Linked DNA regions of Anas platyrhynchos: region 1 is linked to region 2. The links are chromatin contacts, called in public Hi-C maps. All regions are on one chromosome and are shown on one strand. Each heading gives the region's core, a stretch centred on a gene start, on an enhancer-like site or on the middle of the called end of the contact. The rest is flanking DNA. Distances are from core to core; before and after follow the strand shown.

Region 1 (7,300 bases), core at 4,177-6,676, 93 kb before region 2:
AACATTCCTCAGATAATTTCCTTTATAAAAACGATAATTGCTAATGGACAGGCTTATGCAACCTCGCGAGGTAAGATTTGCAGTAAGGCACCTCCTCTTAGTGATCCTGCTTAGGGATCAGGTGAGATATGCTGTACCAGGTTTTGTTGATTACTACTGCTTGAGCAACTCGTTTGTGATGATACGAGTGTGCCAAACAACTCTTGTCCTATTTTTAAGTTAAAAGTAGTTCATTATTTAACATAATTGTTTGCTGTAATGAGCTGCTGTCTCAGCTCCTGTGGGGAAGTCCTGGCCTGGGTTCTGCAAGGGAGCTGGGGGAAGCTTATAGCTGTAGCAGGAGCTGGATATCTGCTATGTACTGTGAAAGACATGCCTGCAAAACACAATGTGTGGAAAATTTTTTAGTAGCACTAGTGGCTGTAGAAGGATGCGAGTGTGTTTTAACTGGAACACTAGTAGGTAATAATTCAGTCATGGGAGGGGATTGCTAGTTAGCAGGGGAAAAACCCAGGCAGCTGTCCAGAAAACAGTGTTGTCTTAGGTGTAAATCGAGAAAATGCCATGGGGTTACTGTAAAGCTAGTAACATGGGCTGCTACTTCTGCAGAATTTCTGGTTTTCTAAATCAGAATTTCAAATGGAAGTTCAAAGGTACTTTGTTTTGTTTTGCTTTCAGGGAAATACTATCTCTCCATCATATCAGCAGAGTGAATGTGCCCCATCCTTGCTCTAAAACTAAATATTTCTTTTCTATTAGGCAATGTTTATTTTGATGTTAAATCCTGGGGAGAAAGATACGGAGTGCTAACTGCTATTAGTCCTGACACACAAGATGAAGCAGGTAAGCTCATGGCAGCAACTTGTTTGTGTTAATGCTTTGTCTGAACTCATGATGTATCTACACATAAACCTTCATTCAGCAGTTCAAAACAGTTTTGTAACTCGTTGTACATAGCCAGCATTTTTAGTTAATTAAGACATTGTGTTTTAGTGATTACTTATTGAGGCAGTGCAAGCGGAAACTGTCTTTTTTCATGCTTGGTTTTCTCTGTACCTTTGTTCTGGTGCTTTAGAACAATCACAATTCTTAATCAATTTTATTTAAATCCTTGGGAGCGTTGTATACAAGCTGAGTGATGAGTGATGAGGTGGTGCTCTCAGCCCTTGCACTAGCCAGCACTGAGGTGGGCGAGGGGAAATGCTAGGAAACATCACCTGCCACATTATTGTTGGGCAGTTGCACCCTTCTGGTGTGTGCTAACCAGATGCATTTACTTCTTTCATTATTTACCACCAGACTACTGCTAAGCAGAGTGGTTGTGTGAGCTCTTTTGATGGGCTGTGGTAATGTGCACTTGGCTGTGTTCTTCTGTTTTTGCTGCTGTTTTGCTGAGCAGGGCTGCTGATCCTCGCTGTAGTTTCCGTAAGTTGGCTCTGATCAGGTCTCTGCATAGGAGAGTTCGATGCAGGTCTCCCGTGTGCTTTTCATGCTGAAGTTCACTACCTCTTCATTGAAAAAAAATTGTGTTTGCAATTACTGGAAATGTCTAGGAGGTGATACTCAGGTGAATTGCAGCCAGAAGCTTCTCACAGCTCCGCTCTGGAGTTGTTTCATTACAGCCCACAAAGGGAATGTTCTGTAGGGGCAGTAACTGTCAGGCTGAAACCATCCTCCTGATTAATCCTAGGCACATAGTAGCATAGGGGTCCCCAGCTGAATATAGGCGAGGATGTCCTGCATTGTATTGTGCTGTGTTACCTTTCTTGAGTTTGCACAGGAGGCGTTTTGAGGAGCTGTGCCCTCCTGTTTGCTGCTGGAGAACTGCACTCAGAACTGGTGTCCTGTGGTGTGTGCTCTGCTTTACCAGGTCCCCAGTTTCTTGGGGCTTTGGGGTGTTTTTAGTGACAATTGGAAACAGACAGGTGCCAAAGCAGGGCTTTGCCTGCCGTCTCCTCTCTTCTGAAATTAAAAACCAGTGAATTGTAGGTCACTCTCATTCTCTGCAAATCCAGAACATTTCCATTCCTAAATGTCCCAGACAGCACGCTCATTGCCAAAGCAAACTGTGGTGGCTGCAGGGCACAGTGTCATAACCAGCATCTCCTGAAGAGATCCCTCTTGCTGCTCTCCGACACGAATGAGCACTTGGTTGTAGAGCTCTGTTAACTCTGTGGGCTACCCTAGGGTTAACAGAGGCCCTGGGGAGCCTGCTGTAGGTGAGCCAGCTCTGGTTAGGGTTTGGAAAAGATGTTTCCAGAGGCATCTCCTGGCTGCAATCATTCATATTTTACCCTGCTTCCCCTCAATTCAAATTCACTTGCTACTGAACTTACTCTGATCTCTAAAGATTCAGTGACCGTTCCTTAGTTTATAACCGAGAAGATGAAGAGTGCTGTTTTCGCAGTAATATACTCCAAAAAGGCAGGAGAGGGATAGAATCAACAGATGCAGGTCAAACAGAGCTTGGCAAGACAGTGAAAGCTGAGATGAAGATTCAGTTGGTAGAGCTCAGGTTATATTTCTGTCCCTTTATTTCTTATCAATTTTGAATGATGAAGCAGGTGTAATGGATTTCTGTAATGTGCTCCGCTTAATATTGCATGACGCTCTGAATAAAAACAGCCTCTATATAATATCAATAAAGGACAAGTGGAGTGGATCAAGAAAAATGACCACCTGATAGAGCCCTGAAAATAGCTGTGAATCATCATTAGAACGTGTTGGTAGTGGAATGCTGCAGGGGTAGGTTTAGACCCAGTCATACATGGTGTTTTTGTTAATGATCTGGAATAAGTAGAGGAAAGAAGTAAATCTAACGTCACTGCTGATAAAAACAGATGAGCAATGTTAAATAATTAAGGATTTTTTTCTTCTGCTGCTGCAGTGCAACCTGTATATCCTAGGAAACTAGATGATAAGTAACTAAGCAAATGAGATAAAACCAGAGAAAGCCAAAAGAACAGAAAGGATGAGATGTATTAAAGAATCTTGAATCCATCTTTTTAGCCTGCAGAAGTCAAATTCCACATACTATTTTTTTCAAAAGCTTGATCAAGGAACTGGAAGCCCAAGGTAAGCAGGAAAGGAGGAAGGACACAGGAAAAGGAGTTGGGCAGAAAATAAAAACTGAATGGTTCACTAAGCGCACATTTCTGCTTTCTTTCATTTGTTCATTATTTATTTTTCTGAGACATGTCCCATTAATAAATCCCTTTTCCATGGTAGTTGATACTGATAAACGCTATGGTAAAGATTTTGCGCTGTGGAAAGCTGCCAAACCTCAAGAGTTATTCTGGACTTCTCCCTGGGGAAAAGGAAGACCTGGATGGCACATCGAGTGCTCCACGATATCAAGGTCAGATTTCTGGTATTTTAAACCCATCGCTGGTTTTTGTCATCAGTCACACTACAGTAGTAGAAGCAGTACTGCTCTTTTTTTTTTTTTTTATGATCAGTGGAAAGCACCAGTTCTAATCTGAATACTTTCCGTAGCTGTCTTGTTATATTTTGGCACTTTCTCTCCTTAGAGAGAAAAGCGTGCATTTAAAATAAGCCATGCAAGATCACGTAGCTGATTAGGGAGTCTTTTAACTTGAATTGAGTAACCAAAGTTTTTGTGAAAGTTAAGAAAGACCTCTTTCATCTTCCTCCCTTCCACGTCATGTAATCTCCAGTGGACCTAGTCAAGCCTGTAGTGCTGTATCAGGACACAGGAAGTTTTGCTGACATTATCTTAATGGCACTTGTGGATGTGTCTGCTAATCATCTATCATTATTCAGATTTCTTTAAAAGCCAGCCACACTACTAAATATTCAGATTTCTACGTGGCAGTATAATCTGTGGGCATGACGTGAATTGTGTGCAGTAGCAGTTTGCTTAGAGATGTCTAGAATTTGCTCAGAATTTAGAGTTTTGTTTCATTTTTTCTACAGGACAGGAATACTTCATCCTGTGAAGTGTCAATTTATGACCTATTAATTTGTGTTTGGAAAAGAGAGGCTTTAACTCTTCCTTTGTGAAACATTGGTAGTGGTACTTAGTTTTGCATTAGTTTCATATCTTTTTTTCAAAGCTAGTAAGAAATTACTGAGATCTGACCTTGTGTAACTTGAGAGTTTTGAACCCAAGCTGAAAGTAGGTGGAACAACTGCTTCAGGTTTCTCTTTCATAGGCCATGCTGGTGCATGTAGGGACGTTAGTCATTACTACCTGCTAGCAAAAAGCATTTATAAAGGTGATTTTATATCACTAAATAGTTTCAGTGCTGTGGAACAGTTCTTAAAGCAACCCAAGTGCACAAAAGCACGTTGCATTTGAAGTGCAACCTAAGACAGAAGTGCACTCTAGGTAAGAAATGACAACTGGTTACAAAGTGGCCTATGTGCTAATGTGATGCTATTTAGAGGATGTATGTGTTTTCTGTACACTTCACTGCGATGAGACTCCTGCCATGTAAATAGGAGTTTACCTGTGGAGAGCAGAAGTGTGGTAATTTGGGACTGTGAGGAACAGGGAGCTTATTTTTGTAAGTTACCTGAGGTGTTGTACTGTCACAGTCAGCTCTCAAGTACCCATTTTAAGTAATAACTACTTGTCTGTTTTGCCAAAGATCTCAAAGCTCTTTAAGTTAGGTGAATTAATTTTGAAATATCTTTGAAGTGTGTGTGTGTGAGAGAGAGAGAAGGTGAAGGGCATCGGTCTCTAGTTTAGTCCTGGAGAAGGAGGGAACCATCTGGTGTGACTCAGGTCTGATCTGGAGCTTCACTTACAGTCAGAGATGGGCTGCAGCTCCTGTCCCTGAGCATTTTGTAGATCTTTTTCCCTCTCCTCAGCTCTTATTTGTGTTGTCGAAGGAAACTGCCCATGGACAGTGTTTGCCTCCAGGTGGCAAGAGGGAAGGGACAAGCTGGGGTCTCTCTCTGAAGGTCCACACTTAATCCGGTTTTGAAGCAGGCAGGAAGAAGCAGTGGGATATGAGCTTTAGACATAGCCACAGGCAGTCTGTCTTCCATCCTCTCTTTCAGTTTTTTCCTATTTCTCTGCCCCAAACTGAGAGGGTCTATAAATGTAAAAACTTATAAAGATATATGCCTACAAATACCTGAAGGGAGGGTGCAAAAAAAATGGAGCCAGGCTCTTTTCAGAGGTGCCCGGTGCCAGGACAAGAGGCAGTGGGCGCAAACTAGAACACAGGAGGCTCCCTGTGAACATCAGGAAACACATTCTCACTGTGCAAGTGACGGGGCACTGGCACAGGCTGCCCAGAGAGGCTGTGGGGTCTCCTCCTTGGCGATCTTCAAAAGCCGCCTGGAGATGGGCCTGGGTGGCCCTGCTGGAGCAGGTGGCCTCCAGGGGGCCTTTCCAGCCTCAACCACGCTGTGGCTCTGTGAACTAGGACTGCAGTGCCATCGTGAGCCAGGGTGTTTTGTCCCAAGAAGGACACTAAATTTCAAGAAACGTTCATCTCTGAAGTTGTTTAGTCTGTAGATGAAGGAAGCTGTCTGATGCTGATACCGTAGCAGAACAAGGAAGGGAGATGTCCTGCTTGCTGTTCTTTGATCTAAATTAGAAAAATAATTGCTCATGCTAAGGAAGATTAATAGCAGGCAGTTGTGGTCCTGTCCACACAGGTTCTGCTGCAATTTTGGTGTTAAGATCTGTGTAAAATCCTCATCTGAAACTGTAATCAGTCAATAATGTGTTTATGTTTATGATGTTTCACCTTATCATTTTCTGCATTTCTTTTACAAAAACCTTTTGTAGCGTTCCCCTTGCTGACCAGGAAATTATTGTTACAGCGCAGTGTTCGGAAAGCAGCTGGACATCCATTCTGGGGGAATAGATCTCGCGTTTCCTCATCATGAAAATGAGATCGCGCAGTGCGAGGTGTATCATCAGTGCGAGCAGTGGGGGAATTATTTCCTGCATTCTGGTAAGTGAAATATCAATCACCTGGGAGGCCTGTACAAGTATAAGGGTGTTTTTTTTTATATTTTTTTTTAAGGTTTGACATTGTATGGCATGAAATGGGAAGAAAACCTTACAAACAGATGCTGTACTGCAGTGACCAAGTTCTGTCCTCACTAAAAGAAGAAACATAAATGAGTGAATCTTGAAACTGTAGAACGAATGCCTTTTTTAAGTGGTTACACTGAAATACTAAGTAGCATCTGTACAGTGTTTATTCCTAATTAAAAATGTGGAAAGAAAAGTTCTGCCAGCAGAATCTCATCTCCTTTCACCTGATTTCTGCAAAATTTGAGGGCACTGGTTATGATAACAGTTTCTGTTCCAGTTTTACTTTGGCTGTGACAGTCCTGCTGGAAGAGGGTGAAAATAATTGATCTTTTCTATATGGCCTCCTAAAAATAGAAATTCCTGCTGTCTTTGAGATGGAACCCTCGGTATCTGGAGGCAGGTGAGGGAAGGTGACAGGTAGCTGATCATAGTGTTTTAGAAGCTTTGAAACTGGAATAAACCAGTCTAGCTCTCCATCATCTCTCAGCACCAGTTGCCTGTGAGCTTAAAAGACAGTTTTCAGTGGAGTGCTGAGTAAAATAGCCTGTAATTATGGATACAGCGAAAAGGCTCTCCTCTTACAAAGACTCCGAACTCCTGAAGGGTAAGAATGGAGAGAAGGCTGAGATGCCTGAACCGATGAGCCAACAAAGCTCACAGTTGTGACTCTGTAGAGAAACATCTGAGCTGGGATGTTTTGAAATGTGGGAGAAACCTACCAAGCAGATGCTCTGCTGCAATGAACTGGAAGCTCTGATGCATGATTCATGCACCTGTAACTATTTAAATTCTTCTGAGAAGCTTGTGGGTTTTTGTTGTTTGTTTTGTTTTTTTAAATCCTCCGGTAGCAGTGTGATGAGTGATGAGTAAGAGGTGCAAGGTTAATGCCAAAGACTGAGTCAGACACTTTGGTCTAGTCTGCTCAGGCGTGACCAAAGAGGTTGCTGCTGGGTGAGCGACTTGGTCTTGGGGTAGCCCATCGATGCCACAGACCTCTGCATCTCTTTCTCCTAGAAGTGACCTTGCTGCCTGTGCCTGACTAAATGATAGCAAAGTGTCTTATTCACTTGGTCTTCAGCATTATTATATTGTTGTTACGTAGAGCTGCTGCCTTATACAGTAATGCTTCAGTGAAGATTGTGCTGCGCAATGCTCTGAACAACGCTGTTACGTGATGGGATTGGCAGCGTCCTTCTGGGAGAAACTGTGAAGTTTCTTCTTCCTATTGCAGTTGTAGTGGTTCTGGGTGGTCTCCAAAGGACCAAAAGCAACAGACTG
Region 2 (7,036 bases), core at 3,658-6,157:
AGGGATTGTAGTGATAGCACAAGGGGAAATGGTTTTAAACTGAAAGAAGCTAGGTTTAGATTAGATTTTAGGAGGAAATTCTTTACTGTGAGGGTGGTGAGGCACTGGCACAGGTTTCTCAGAGAAGCTGTGGATGCCCCAACTCTAGAGGTGTCCAAGGCCAGGCTGGATGGGGCTTTGGGCAACCTGGGCTGGTGGGAGGTGTCCCTGCCCATGGCAGGGGCTTGGATATAGGTGATCTTTAAGGTACCTTCCAACCCAAACCATTTTGTGATTCTGTGATTTATTTTATTTTATTTTATTTTATTTTATTTTATTTTATTTTATTTTATTTTTTTTTTATTTTATTTTATTTTATTTTTTTTTATTTTTTTTTATTTTATTTTATTTTATTTATTGCAATTGGAGTATGTGCAGTTGATTGTCAGAATACAAACCAATGGAATATTATTGTGCTATATACACCACTGCTAAAAGACATACCCTGGCTCCAGGCTTAAAAAGTTCAATTATCCCATGTCATTATGGAAAAAACAAATCTTGTTTTGTAATTTCCCAAAAGCTCATGGAAAATTTAATTTCATCCAGACTTCAGAGATGTTTTGATTGTCATATAGATGTAACTCTACTGGCTTCAAAACGCCCCACATAAAAGTTACTTAACTTTCAGAATTTCTGTAGTTGCTGCATCAAAATTATTCAGGTTGTATAAGCATTTACAGTACTGAAAATGGTGTCAGACTCCATCTGGTTGAAAGTCAACTTTTCTTCTAGTCACTTTATTTCTTTATTTCTAATGTCTTATAAGAGCGCACGGTATTACTATTACAAAGCAGTCTTGAGCCTGTGTTCAGTTAAATCCACTACACTTCCGGCTACATCCAAACCTCAAGTAAAGCAAAGTATCTGATTAAGAATCTCCTTTCTCTAACATTTTCAGTTATTTCCTTTAATGTCTTAAGATTGTTTGGAAAGCAATGATTTTTCCTGTCCTGCACTTTAACGCAGCAGAAGTAAAAGTGGCTCTTCTTTTTAATAACCCCTTTACATGCAGTGTCACTGATAAATCAAAAAGAAGATGCCTCACTGCTGGGAAAAGCATTTCAAACTAACCGCAGATAACAGAGTAATGCTCACTTTGCAAGTGCTGCTCCCATGCCCAGAGCTGGCAGAGCCCTGGAGCAGCTGTGGAGAAGTTTTTACTCAGCCAGAGTAACATACACCATTAAAATACGTTTGAGAAACCACACATGACCATTAAACTTAATTAAAGATGGGGGGGAAAAAAACACCTAAAACTCTCAGCACCACAGTTTGCGTCAAAGGAGATCTGGAGCTTATTTTTGCTTCCAATTGCTCTTTCTTTATTTTGACTTTTGCCATGCAAGTTACGCATTCTGGTTTGGGTTAAGACACAAGGATATTTCAACCATGGCTAACTCAGAATTGTTTATATGCTTACTTAACATGCAGATGGCAGTATTTTTTTCATGCTGTCAGAGTACTTGATCCAGTCAGAAGGTAATTTCCTAGGTAGGTGAGGAAACAAAAAGTATGGGCATTTTGTTACTCCATATGCACTGATAGCGTGCATGAATATAAATCACAATTTGGGAATGGGGGATGTAGAGGTGAATAAAAAACACTGATTGCTGGCAGAGTATCTGGGAGCTCATGATGCCTTTTGGTCCCAGCAGCCTATTTCAGGATGCCTGCCCATTCCCACAGGCTGCATAGGGTAACAATGCAGGGGAATAGGGCAGAGTTCCTCTTCCCAAAGCCACAAACAGTGCCAGAAGTGAGGAACAGTGTGTGCTTTAAAGGAAATTATTCGTTTTTGCATCTTTAAGGGATGCTGTCAGTCTCTATGCTTGTCAGAAACAAATAGCAAACAAGTTTCCCAGAAAAGTGAGTGTGATCTTAACAGCGTCTGACTGCACACGCGAACATTTTCTGAGTGCAATGACATTTCTATTGCTTTTTTATGTAAAGTATCCCCGGGAAGAGTACTCCGTAACAGAGAACTTGCTGTAAAAGCAAGGCAAAAAAAGATTGAAGGATGGAAATCCTCTCATTGCAGTGCCATAAGCACAGAGGTGGCTGTTGGCATCCTGCATGAAACCCAAGGGATCTTGCACTCGGCTCTCTTCAGTGTAGCATCCATTTAGAAGGGGTGTGAAGAGGGGTCTCAAGATGGTCCCCAAATCCCAAAAACCAACAGTCCTCGTGCTGTCATGACAACCACGAGCCTGTGGTGGCTGCCTCTGGATGCTTGTGCACACACCTGAGCTGCTGGTGGTGGGGTCTGGGACTGATCCTTTGGCATTAGCTGAACAGAGCTTCTTCCAGTTCAGAGGCCATGAGAAGTCATTTCCACTGGGCTGGTTATTCCTATTGCTGCCTTAATGGTACTTTTCTGATTAATGGTACCAGGCTATTCTGGGAAATAATGAATCAAATGACCTTTTTATCTATGGTCTAAAAAACCCTACGCCCTCCTTTGTTTCCCAATTTGGCAGTGGCCCCTAAACCTTTTCCTTCCTAAGTTCATGGCCATTCGTGATTATTACAGTGGTTGACTCTGGCCTGTGACAGGGAACAAGAGCAGCAATATCCAGAGCATGTCAGCACAGTGTGACAGCAATACAAATGGTCTGTGGGCTCCCGCTGTGACTATCCAGGGGAAAAAGCTCTCCATCTCCACCACAGTACCCTCAAAGATCTTATCAGCAGAGCTTTTACAGAGGGTGGACAACCTGAGCAATCTCAATCATAAATCTTCACTACGTATTCCTTGTTGTGATAAGCTTTCTCTTTAATTCATGGATGGGGTCATTCATATTCAGAGTGGTGGTAGCAGAGCTGTACCCAAATAGGATAAAAACTGGTCCCTACTTGCCATGGTGTTCCTGCAGCTCCATGATGCTGTCATTGGGTTGGGCGAGGGGGGTTAAAAGTACCCAATACTTAGAGGCAGCCAGTCTCCTGGGTCCGTGGAGCCAGGGGGCTTCCCAAGCTTCGAGCCCTGTGCCTGTGGGGCTGGCCACCTCTCGTCTTGGGTCATGGCACATGCTTTTCCCTTAACTGAATGGCTAGCTAGCAGTCATGGGCTTTTCGGAGGTCAGATCTGACTCTGTAGGTTTGCATCCAGCAGTGGGTCTGTCCCACTTCTCCTCACTCGCTTTCCTGTTAGCTCAGCACTCCAAGCACACGGGCTTGCAGGAGTGGTGGAAAGCCCTTCAGCCTCCAGGCTGGATTCCATCAAAGTGAGACAAACGGGCTTATTGCGAGGGCCCTGCACAAGGTCACAGGTGCACCACGAATTTCCCCAAAGCCATTTATATTTGGTGTCATGCTTACAAGTGAGTCTACAAAAAGAGCATCAGAAAAGTGTGGGCAGCTTGGCTGTCCCCCATGGTACCACCGAGAACCATTGGGATTCTGAAGGCAGTTTATTGGCACACTCAAATGAGTGAGCAATAAATAAAACACTTGTTCCAGGTGACCCCAGCAAAAACACACATGAATCGTGCTGCTGAGCAGATAGATGTCCAGTGAACACACCTATGGACCGTCTCCTCTGCATTCACTCACACTCAGCCCTTTGACCTGTCTAATTTGCTCCAGGCTCAAGGGGAACTTGTCTCGATTCCGCTGGTACATCTGCTCTGAAGTCAGGAAACCTGCACTCATATTAATAAAACCAAGGCTGGAAAGAAGGAAGGGTCCAGCAGAGCAGAGCCCTGGAGCATCAGACAGAGCATCCCGCGCTGCGACCCCCGCGGGACGCTGCCGGAGGAGCAAGCCCTCGATTATTAATTAAGAATTACCGATAAGGAACGAAAAAAGCCTGAGCACTGCCTTGGCAGGAGCGCAGGAGCCCATAGGAGAATGCCTGCTGCCACCTCGCGGTGCCTGGGCTGGAACAGCAGCCCAGCCCCGCTCCTGCTCCTGCGGAAAGCCCCAAAGAGAAATCCCAACCCCGGAGGGCAGGGACCCAGGGCTTCGGTTTTTATTACAACGCGTCCTTATGCTGCTTCCCCTGGCACCAACTGCCCAGGTGCCCTCATGGCCAGCAGTAGTCACCTCCAGAAATCATCGTTTAAACTTCTCTGTGACCACACGTGCCCCAAGTATTCATGCAACATGTTTTATCCTATTTTGTAACACAGATACACATGTAAAGCAGATAACAAATACTACATGTTTGACAGAGGTGATTTTTGAAAAATGATGTCTAAGAGAAGTGGTAATCACTTTTTTTTCTTTGTAGGAGCTTGTTTCAGAAGTAATTCCCCCAGCGTAGGCTGTGCCAGTACTGCTGGTGTTTCTGTACTCCATGGTGTCACCTGCAGTCTTGATTTCCCTACTTGTCCAGATAAAGGCACCTGTCCAGGTTTGCTGTGGAAAACCTTTGCTTTGTGGTCCTCCTGTCTGAACATCAAGTTTTCTTATACATGGGAAAAAGGACAGAAAAAGGGCATGTATGGTGTTTCAAGCTTGAAATCAGGACAAGAAATCTTAAGCATCCAAATTCAGCAATAGCGAGATGCTCCCATGCCCCATAACGCAGCCATATCCTCAATGTCCACCTGTGCTTGGACCAGTTTGTGTTTCAGGACAGGACAAGACAAATTCACAAAACCCCCATGTAAAGTCCCCCATGTGTGGGACTATGCACCAATTCATGTTGCAAATTAGCACAAAGGGCAGCCACTACAAATCCCTCAGAAGTGCAGAAAGAGCATTTCACATCACCACCAAGGATGTAAGGGCCACGGTCACCGGACTCCCATGACTTTGGACAAAACCCTGTGTATGAATTGTAAGCCATCTACCGGGGGTGGCATGTGTGAGTGGAGAGCTCATGCTTTCAGCTTCGGATAAAAAAATGTTCTTAGTCAGAGGGAGGAAGTTGATGCAACACATTGAAATCCTCACTTTCTTAGCCAAAATAGAAACGCCTCTATGGGTATGCCTACATTGCAGCCAAATTCACGACTGCAGCTCCAAGTAGTTCACACTATCATAATTGCCACCCACAGACTTCTGCTAGAAGTAGTAAGGGGTAAAGATATATTGACTCAGCTTTCCTCTCTCTGACATAATTTGGGTCACATGGAAAGCATTTTTTCCTTCTTCTCACTTACTGGAAAAGGTGTCAAGGAAATGACCTGGAACATTCAACCCTGAAACTACAGTATCATGTGCAAATTTTTATCTCATTCCAAATTAATATCTTGCTGTGCATTTTAAACAAAAACATCTGGGAGTTCAGAAGTGAAACACACACTCTCAAAGGAAAAAATGCACAACAGAAATTAATAAAACCCCTACTATATTCGCCTGGCTTGGCCCCTGACTTATCCTGTATTTTTGATAACCTCATATAGCCAATCTTATTAAAGTCATTCAAAAACATTCAAAAATTTAAGCAGCCTGGTTCATGCTGGTACCTATGGTACAGGACCCTTTGTGGGACAGTTTCCATTGTGAGGAAGGCTAGAAAGCTGTTCTGTTAATTTGTATAGACATTATCAAAACTGAAGGCTAGACTGTTACTCCCTCAGTACACACTGTTGAACTGTTACTTCTACCACTACATTTGTGACTATATTATATTAATGCAGTTAACATGCACAAACAGTCTATGGATAATGAAGAGGGTATTTTATATATGTTATATATATATATATATATATATATATATATATATCTGCTATCAGAAACTTAGTTTGTCAAGGTCACAAGTCATTTTGCTCCAAGGCAATAGCTGATCTCAGACTGTGACCATACCAGCTTCCATCTACTGGTTAATAGTTAATAGTTTATTTCAAGTGCCAGATGAATTCTGGGTCAGAACGCCTGAAAACATCTGAAGGCTCAGAGTTAATGTTTATTTTAGCAGAGTGAAAATGTGAGCCACTTATTTCTGTAGCCTCTTGTGATTTGATTTTATTTCCAGCGTGAAACAAGTGGGGCGCAAGCAGCCACCTGCCTTGCCAGGGAGACCTAATAAAAGAGCTGAACAGAAAAATCTCTCAGAAATAGAAGACCAGATGGGAGGAAGCTACAAAGACCAGAACAATAAGTTACTACTGCTATCACACAGTTTAGGATATAAAAGACCAAGAGCATTAGTTCACTCTTTGACATTCTAGCATTGATCTCTACTGTTTATTTTGTTATTATTATTATTATTTCATTTCTAGTTTTAAAGGAGATTTAGAAGAGTTTAAGTATCATTCCAAACTGGAATGATACTCCACTGATTCAGTTGTTGGCCCTCCTGCTGAAAGACTTGGAGGTATTGCTTCTTTACCTATCTCCCCCAGAGAAAGTGGGCAAACATCTACCCTCATGCAAGTTTTTGCAGGACCTGTTCAATTCTATGATTCTTAAATATTATCTCTACAATTCTTTGCTTAATTCTGCTGCATATTATTCTACTTTCATAAATCTATACTGCTTAATTTATTCTTTGCTTTCACCTAGCTGGATCAAGTAATCATAAGTTTTATGACCCTTCCAGCTGATAACTGAGAAGTAAGATAGCTTCTCAGTTATCAGATTGCTATTCAAAAACTCAGAAAATAAAGCTTTGGACAGTTGGTAGCAATCAAGTGGCTCTAGTTTGTACTAGAGATTAGCTAGTTCAGAATCCAGGAGCCCCCTGTAGCTCCCTTCTACAGTCACCTCCTACCCTGACCACACCACTAAATCTCAGTGTCCCACAGAAGGGGCCAATCAGTGCTCATTTCCACCTCCTGACATGCCAGATTTTAGGTTGATGCTTTAAGACAAGCTGACCCAAACTTCAGGTTGTGTTTATATATAACTGCAGAGGTTTAGGGGCTGCTTCATAAAACTGTTCCTTTCCCAGAGGTGAGGATGATTCAAGTTCGAATGTGTGTGAAAATATAATGTGTGTACAGATTCTCTTGCCTGGTATGTCTGAGAATCAGGGGTTTGGGGACTTTCTGATTTCCATTACTTACTTTGTCTAACCTTTTTTAAACCTTTGGCTTCCACAAGG

What was found. Hi-C and Micro-C count contacts between places; a contact is called where the count stands out from the background.
Region 1: a Hi-C map of skeletal muscle shows a contact between it and region 2, with 5 times the contacts expected there. The contact joins two enhancer-like sites. A contact is called at or near these places in 5 of 8 Hi-C or Micro-C datasets (F1 follicle, F5 follicle, skeletal muscle and 1 more).

Annotation. Positions count from the first base shown.
Region 1 is chr1:146,593,022-146,600,321 of IASCAAS_PekinDuck_T2T, reverse strand. CARS2 (cysteinyl-tRNA synthetase 2, mitochondrial) reads left to right here. Exons shown (of 15, transcript XM_027444250.3): 5 at 1-70; 6 at 760-843; 7 at 3,229-3,358; 8 at 5,803-5,936. Among named protein-coding and RNA genes, the nearest start is that of CARS2, 11 kb to the left of the region's middle. Within about 2 kb of position 5,426, at least 3 of the 8 cell types and tissues checked have an H3K27ac peak or open chromatin away from gene starts, as enhancers often do.
Region 2 is chr1:146,499,807-146,506,842 of IASCAAS_PekinDuck_T2T, reverse strand. No RefSeq gene overlaps it. Among named protein-coding and RNA genes, the nearest start is that of RAB20, 12 kb to the right of the region's middle. Within about 2 kb of position 4,907, at least 2 of the 8 cell types and tissues checked have an H3K27ac peak or open chromatin away from gene starts, as enhancers often do.